3 separate regions of the Danio rerio genome follow, and regions 1 and 3 are each linked to region 2. The links are chromatin contacts, called in public Hi-C maps. All regions are on one chromosome and are shown on one strand. Each heading gives the region's core, a stretch centred on a gene start, on an enhancer-like site or on the middle of the called end of the contact. The rest is flanking DNA. Distances are from core to core; before and after follow the strand shown.

Region 1 (2,700 bases), core at 85-2,584, 140 kb before region 2:
ACATATTTAACTCTGTGACTTGAGAGATGTGTCTTGGTGAAGGTTTAATTGTTACACGGAACGTAGGGGTTCATTTGAGAACTAGAAGTAGATCAAACAGCCCTTTCAAACGCCTTGCTTCTGAACTAATTATCACCTAATAGCTGATGTGCCAACAAACAACTAGGCTAATTATTCTCTGATTTTGCTTCCGTGAGAACACAAAGTGAATTATTTTAACACCTTTGTAAATGTCCCCAGTAGAGCATTCTTTATCAGAATTTGCCCCAGCTGCTAAATGCGCTAACAGGTGAAGGTGTCTCGATATATTTTCGACACTTTTGCTGCATTTAAACCCTTTTTTCAAATTCATGACTGGTTTTGTTTGTTGTATTTGTAGCGATTTGAAGAGATTCTGACACAATATCTTTGTTTGTGGGTTACTTCCGAACAAAGAAAAACTGCCTTGTGAATTTGCCCATGGCATTTTTTATGCTCCTGTTTGAAAGGGTTGAAGGTGAATGGCTTGTTTAGCTGAAAAGGTCCTCTAAACGGTTTAACCTTCCCGAACAGCCCAACAAACAGATAGGCTGAAATTGGTGATGGCACGACCGGCCTTTTAAAAAAAGCAAAGCCCTTTTATTTGTCTGATCCGAGTGGATTTGTATTCAGTCGACACGAAGGGCCATGATTATGAAGACGTGTGAATTACAGACCAGGTCATTTGAAAGTGACGACCTGGGAATGGCACCAAAGCCTTTAGAGGAACAGCCTTTTGAGGCATTTTCCCTTTAATTCCGGTGCTGGCTTGTCCCCACAAACCCCCCTTTGTCCAGTTGGCACGGCTTTGATCTGTCCGTTTGACAATGAGCCCATCATAAGATTGCAAATTAAGGCAACTGGACACTAAATATGAAATGGAGCAAAACATTTGGGGGTCTTTCTTGTGTTTGGAATGGACTGTTTGTGCTCACAATTACTGGAAAAACCTGTTGCGGCATCTCTTTTTGATTCTGTTGAATTTCTGGTTCTCCTTTTGTTTCGTTTTTTGCAACTGCTTTTTAAGGCATTGGATATACATTTCATCCTGCTGTAACTTAGGCCATCTCTCATACACATTGCCATGCCTTTTAGACCCGGCTGCAGCCATGCGCTACTTCCTACAGGCCTTTGTTTACCCTCCTGGGCCCCAGCTGTTGGCATAGGTGATAGCCGTGCTCTGCGCCCTGAGGCCGCCCAAAAACCTGAGTCTGTGCACTGTTGCACCCCAAAACCTAAATAGGCGCATTAGACACAGCACATTAAGGGGCTGCTGGTGTGGCGGTGGGTGCTTGTCCCAGAGGCCCTCGTCTCTCTCCTCCTTCACACCTCGCCCCCATTTCTCTGTCTGGACAGATCAGGGGCCACGACACTGCAAAAGCTCAACCCGGGCCTTTGTATTTCGTCCCCCCCATTCTCCCACCTCCATTCACACAGTAGCTTCCTGATTTAGATATATCTCCACCAGTGTGAACGGGTGCCCATTGTTCACTTCTTTTTCTTGTTACACCATGTTTGATCTACCATAATGTCAACCTAGTGTGGTCGTGATGCCGTTTTTGTGTCCCTTTTAACTCGTCTTTCCCTGTTAGACACAGCACTGGAGTATAGGCTGTGAAAACACCCAGAATTCCAGACAAGTTTACTTTAGCCCAGCACCTTTATTTGGTGCAAAGTGAACATGGGTTCATCTCAATTTGAAAATGTGTTTTATTTTAATAATGGATGCTACATTTGTGGAAGAACATTGAAGCGTACCTAGAATAAAAAAAAGAATGGAGTTTGACTGCAAAACTATAATGATATTATGATATAAAAGTACCAATCTGTGTACATAATACAAATATAATCACTAATATAGAGCGGACAGGCTATTATTGAGATGATAAAGAATAAAGGTCAGAGGAAAACTAAAATGAAGATAAAAACATACTGCCCAGTTGATACTTACTGACAATTTTCTCCTCTGTAATGAAGTGTATTTCCCTGTGGCTTGTGTTGAGTGCTCTGATTTTGTGCAGGTTCTGATTGGTGTCATAGCTGAGAGAGCGCGAAAGATTGGATCAATAACGTAGGCCTGGGATCAGAAAATGAGGAAACCTGTTCCCAAAATAATGAAAGCAATGATGGTGTCTCTCCACTCGTAATGAACTTTACTACGAGCGTACTTGAGCATGACTTTGTCTCAGAGCAATGCAAATGGAATTGCCCCCTGATGGTTTGGAATGCACCCAGCTGGCCTTTAAAAGGTGATAATTGGAAAATACAGGATACAGCCTTGGTCAGAAAAGGGACTTCTTGTTCGACTGCTTTAACCACTGCATCTTTGATAAACGCTACGACAAGCTTGCTTTGAGCAAGGTTTTTACATATTTCTCTTTTTTTTTTTTTTGGCATTTTAGGTGTAGTATTAATTGAAATAAAACTTAGAAATTTTTGCTTCATTTTTTTCTGTTTCCTTTTATAAAAATACAACCAAACTAAACAAATGCCATTGGCTGTACTATTTTTATATGGGGTAAAGTTTGAGAACTGAAAACTTTTTAGTTTTGGTGTGTAGCATAATTAATAATAAATAGAACCAAAAATATATCAATGTATGTGCTTGCTTTCGTCGTAGGTGATTATATTTTTGACTGGGGGAGAAATAAAAAAAACTAAATCACAATTGGATTTATTTAT
Region 2 (2,700 bases), core at 22-2,521:
GCTGTTTTGCAGACATAAGTGTGTGTGTGTGTGTGTGTGGTGGAAAGGGCTGTTGCTAATGAGGGATGTTTTGAAAACATTTAAAGCCCTAATGATGCTGCTGCAAATGCAAACCCTCTTCCGGGAGCTGTGATTTAAGATGGTTTGAGGCTGTGGAAAAATAGTTTCACCCAATTTAAGTCTTGCGTTCCTGTTGTTAAAATATTGGGGTTAGAGGCTAACACGTAGATGAGGAGGTGAACAACCCTGTGGTGTGTGTACTAAAACTCTTTCAATAACAGCTCTGCAAATTCTCAAATCTCCATTTTGTCCCTAAAGTACTTAATTGTCTGCATTTGGCAAGTTTAACACTTCCTGACATGAGGGGCCTTACTTGAATGTCTTTGCATGACTATAAATGAATGGGAATAAAAGGAATGAACAAACACACACACACATAAGCATGCATGCAAATCTATTCGAAATCCATAGTGACCAAATTAAGCATGCCAAGAGAAAATTTCCCACCGAGAAATTTTGAGATTTTAGCTGTGTCTAGTTCTGTCCGCCAGCCAATTTTCCATCAGGAATCTCTCATTAGCAGATGTTTTTGGCCACAACACACACACACCTCAGTGTGATCTGGTGAACCCTAAATTTAACAAGCGCTTACCAGAGCAGACGAGTTAATGAAAGGAAATTACCTTTTCTGCCAATTTCCCCCTTCCATTCAGGTGCTTTTTACTTGGCAATTTAAAATGACAGATACTTGTTTTTTATACTAAATAAACTGATAAATCTTTCCAGCGTTTCATTATATCCGGTAAGTGCATGAGTCAGATATTAACTGCTCTCCATTGATGGCGTGCTCCTTGCAGACCCTAAAGCGTCTGTTTAATTCCCTGAAAGTGAGATGCAATTTTTATTTCACTCTCACATCATTTGTCCTCAAAATTACTTTTCACAATCCTAGCCTCCGTTATCAACTAAAACTGCAATCTGTTTGCTTAGTCTCTTTAGAAGACGGCGATACGGGATGAAGTTTATTTACACCGCTGTCATCTGTTCCCTGCATAGCAACCAAAGACAATGATTTCCACATAAGGGCAGTGGGGAGACAGTGTGGAGAGGAGGATCGGGTAGACGGCCCCTCCAGAGCCTGCTGAAGTGAAGCCGCGGTTGGGTATGTTGGCCAGTCTCGCCCGGCCGCCCCGCAGCAGGTCTGAAGCCTCCTCTATTACTGCCTCCAATCAATAGAAGAGCTGCTCCCCCTGCTGCCTGTCTTATGCTACAACTTCCTCTTCCCTCAACCCTTCCACAACCCTTCACATTTAATCTCTTTTTTCCTTCTCTGTCTCTGCAGTAAAGCAGTCTGGATCATACGTCACGAGCTGAGGTCTGTTATGGAGGCCAGTGGCGAGACGGAAAAGCCATTCGGGAGAGCCAATCCTACAGATACAGCTGCTGCTTTTCCTGCAAATGTGGGTTAAATTAACTCATACTGATGCTTGCTTAATTCAATCTCCTGTTAGAAACGTTTCAGCGTGCCAACATAATAACTGTAATCACCTTGTCATCAAGTCCTGTTGAACTCAATCATCCGCCTCTGAAACACACAATTTTGGTGTTTGACAGCCTACGGAGGCTTCGTGTTACTCTGTGTTTGTCATGGTTGAAAGCTTTTTTAGGCCTCTTAAATTTGATACCACATGACCATTTAAAATGGTCAGTTGTCGTACTCTTAATTTTGGATGATCAAAGCTTCAAATTAAGTTGCTCTCTGCTGGTAGGCTTTGGTTTTTGGTATGTGGTGGGATTATGTGCGAACAATATCGAAAGCAATTAATTAAGATTTTCCCAGAATTTCATAGCAAACAGTGCTGAAAAATATTTGTGATTTTTTTTCCGAAGTTTTGCAAAGTTAAACAAAGTTTATGAAGTTTACGAAGTTTTAAAGCTAAAATTAAAATCTTCACACTTTGACTTTACAGTTTTGCTGATGTCTTTTTTTCACGCTCAGTATGTTTATATGCATATTTAAAATCTGGACCATGAAGCCAGACTAGTAAACCTAAACTAGTAATCATGTTGTTCAAAAAAGTTTAGGGTCAGTAAGATTTTTTATTATGACTTACACTACCGATCAAAAGTTTGAAGTCAGTATGATTTTTAAATGTTGGAAAATAAATTTATTCTGCTCAAAGAGGCTGAATTTATTTCATTATAAATACAGTAAAACTTGTTAAAAAGGTGAAATGTCATTGCACTATAAATATCCTGCCAATTTATCCAGCATGTGTTTTACGCAGCCGATACCCTTCCAGCTTCAACCCATCACTTGGAATCATTCACACACACACACACACACACACACACACACACACACACACACACACACGCGCACACACACACACACACACGCACACTCTTACACTCATACACTACGAACAATTTAGCTTACCCAATTCACCTAAAGCATGTCTTTGGACTTGTGGGGTAAACTAGAGCTCCCAGAGGAAACCCACGAGAACACAGGGAGAACATGCAAACTCCACACAGAAATGCAAACTGACCCAGCCAAGGCTCAAAACAGCAACCTTCTTGCTTTGAGGCGATCGTGCTACTCACTGTGCAACTGTGAAAATCATTCTAATCAATCTAATTATTGTTATTAATAATATTATTATTATTAATGGTAATAGTAATAAAAGCAATAATGAA
Region 3 (2,700 bases), core at 165-2,664, 190 kb before region 2:
ATATTTTTTTTCACCACCACACTACCATGTAAATTAAAAAAGACAATCCAGTCACACATTTATAATTCAAAGAACTACGCAATTTTGTTCAGATATTAATACATATATTAATACATCAAATATACATACATTAATACATGATCATTTCATTTTAAAATGCATATAGTCAGCCAAAATACTAAAAAAGCAAAACCAATGTCAGTAATTTTTTTAATCAACGACAAATAATGTTGTGTGAAGTTGCCCAAAAATATTAGCTTATTCTAGACTCTACAGCTCAACCGCAATTTCACACATGTTCAATCATTTCCTTTGCCGTCTGCACCATCAGTTGTTGTTTTCATGAATAATACTGTCCCTCATGTGTTACTGCTGCTGTTATCCTGCAGACTTTTGGAGGCTGCCGAAATGGAAATGTAGCTCTTAAAAAGACTCATGACTCTCTGCTTATACGTTCTGATGGCAAAAAAGTAAATAATAGGGTCAAGGCAGCTGTTTAAGTTCATCATGGCAACGGTTACCTGCAGAGACAATTTCAAAGCCTTTAACTCTTCACAAGAGGGCTCGTGGTAAAGCCTTCTCACAACAAACTGCATGATGTTAATGTGGTAGGGGCTGAAGCACACTACGAAACTGAGCAGAATGAGTAAGATCATATTTTTGGCTCTGGTGTGGCCTCCAGACTTGTTGGTCAAAGGGTTTTCTTTGGCCGTCTTGTAGAGCTTGCAGCTGACCCGGCTGTAGGAGCAAAGAATAAGTCCCAATGGCATGAAAAACCCAATGACGCAAGCGAACAGAAGAACATAGGCCATCCTCTTGCTGTCAAAATTGGAGAACTCCATGCACGTTCGATGACCAGGTCTGTTTTCCATGATGCTCTTGAAAAGCAATGGTGATGTTTCAAGAAGAACCACCACCCACACCAGAACACAGACGGCTTTCACGACTTTGGTTTTTCTCAGTCTTTGACAGCGCTGACGGTGCAGCATGGCCAAGTAGCGATCCACACTGATGCAGGTCATGAAAGCGATGCTTACATAGGTATTGCTGTAGAAGATCATAGCCGTCAGGCGGCACAAGAAATCTCCAAAAGGCCAATCAAAGCCACGGATGTAGTAGGTGATCCTGCCGGGCAGAGCTAATGTGAAGAGAGCATCGGAGATGGCCAGGTTGATCAAATATATTGTGGTAGAGTTCATCTTCTGCCTTTTCTGACAGGTGATGCAGAGGACCAGGGAGTTACCTGCCACGCTGATCACAAAAATCAGGCAGTAGAAAAGTGGAAAGAGGATCCGTGCAGACTCCTTGTAAATGAAAACATCACAAGTCTGGTTTGATCGGCTGTCATTCTCTGCCATCGTCTGAGAATCTAGTACAGTTTGGTCACTCATGTCCGTGAGACTGGAAAAATCAAACTTTGTTTTAGGAGGAGGTATATACCACATTATTTGCATACTTGTATGAATAAAAGCATATGCTAAGCAATTTCATAAGAATTAAAATGTCATCAGAGTTTAAATAATGTCATATTGTTGTCCAAAAGATTACATATCAATAAGTCAGCTTAAAGATACTCACAGCAGGTTTGGGTTTGATATTCTGTCTCTCTTTGAACTGGATAGTGGTGTGACTGAGTTTGTCAGAGTTTGTGCTGAATTACTTCAATAGAAACCCGCCTCTTAAACCTGATTGGCTAAGCTCAATTGGGATTTAGGTAAGGCATTAGTTAAAGTGAAATATCATGAACAAAAACCAAAACAAATGTTTCATTTTTATTTGTTCTTTTAGTTTTAGTCACTATAACCTTTATAAATATGTTGATTATACATTTTACTTTAACTTTTATAAAACAACTATCATATGCTATTTTTGATTAGTTATTTCAATTAATATTTACACAATAAATTCTGTTCCATTAGTTTTTTGCAGAAGTTGTTACCTTTGTTTTCAGCATTAACATAATCATGCTACAATTCCTCTTTTTCGAGTTATTACCGCTCATGTATAACCACAAGCTGCTGTTTCTTCCACACTGACCCAGTTAACATGCCAACAAAATGTTTTAAGGTGTTTTGCAGGGTCTCAGACATCCATTTTTGAAATAAACTTGAAGACAAATGTATCAAACGGCAGGCATATGAAGCACATACAGAATTCAGAATGTTTTAGTGGAACCAACAGAAGCATTATGTTTAACTGGAACACAAATGCTTGCTTGTGCAACTTTGATTTTGTATGAAAAACAGGTAGTCTGCAGTACCCAGCAAGCAGTCAGGTGGCTGATAACATCTGTGGTTTATAACCACAATGTACCTCGTCCTCACATTCGATACATGGCAGCAGTTTCCCAATCACTTGGGTTTCTGTTGTAATGTAGTAAAAAACATTTAAAAGTGTCATTTCACAATACCAACACATGTATGGAATATTCGAGCGATTGCCTAAAGATATGCATTTGGGCAGAGAGACTGGCACTAAACATAACAGCAAATTCTGTGAAATGGTACTACAAATTTCTACAAAAAAAATATCAAATAAATATATTAAATAAATATAAATACAATATCTGTGTTATTTCTGTGGCTTAAAGAAACCAAACATTCTTGCAAAAGTGATTTCTAAACATGTTTCAATCCATTTGAAAATGTTTAAATGAAGATCAAGCTTTAATCCACTAACTACCATCAAACACGCAACTGT

The links. Hi-C and Micro-C count contacts between places; a contact is called where the count stands out from the background.
Region 1: a Hi-C map of embryo shows a contact between it and region 2, with 1.6 times the contacts expected there. The contact joins two enhancer-like sites.
Region 3: a contact with region 2 is called in a Hi-C map of an unstated tissue, with 2.2 times the contacts expected there. The contact joins the promoter of si:ch211-184m13.4 here to the enhancer-like site in region 2. A contact is called at or near these places in 2 of 18 Hi-C or Micro-C datasets (caudal fin and an unstated tissue).

Annotation. Positions count from the first base shown.
Region 1 is chr9:32,867,562-32,870,261 of GRCz12tu, forward strand. All of the region lies in intron 1 of clybl (citrate lyase beta like), which reads left to right. Among named protein-coding and RNA genes, the nearest start is that of clybl, 22 kb to the left of the region's middle. Within about 2 kb of position 1,335, at least 7 of the 62 cell types and tissues checked have an H3K27ac peak or open chromatin away from gene starts, as enhancers often do.
Region 2 is chr9:33,008,835-33,011,534 of GRCz12tu, forward strand. No RefSeq gene overlaps it. Among named protein-coding and RNA genes, the nearest start is that of si:ch211-168k14.2, 16 kb to the right of the region's middle. Within about 2 kb of position 1,272, at least 8 of the 62 cell types and tissues checked have an H3K27ac peak or open chromatin away from gene starts, as enhancers often do. A contact at or near this core is called in caudal fin, where this site is marked.
Region 3 is chr9:32,813,816-32,816,515 of GRCz12tu, forward strand. si:ch211-184m13.4 reads right to left here and starts at 1,415. Exons shown (of 1, transcript NM_001128800.1): 1 at 304-1,415. The coding sequence starts at 1,391. The coding sequence ends at 360. The region is part of intron 1 of LOC137496481 (a long non-coding RNA gene); the gene reads left to right.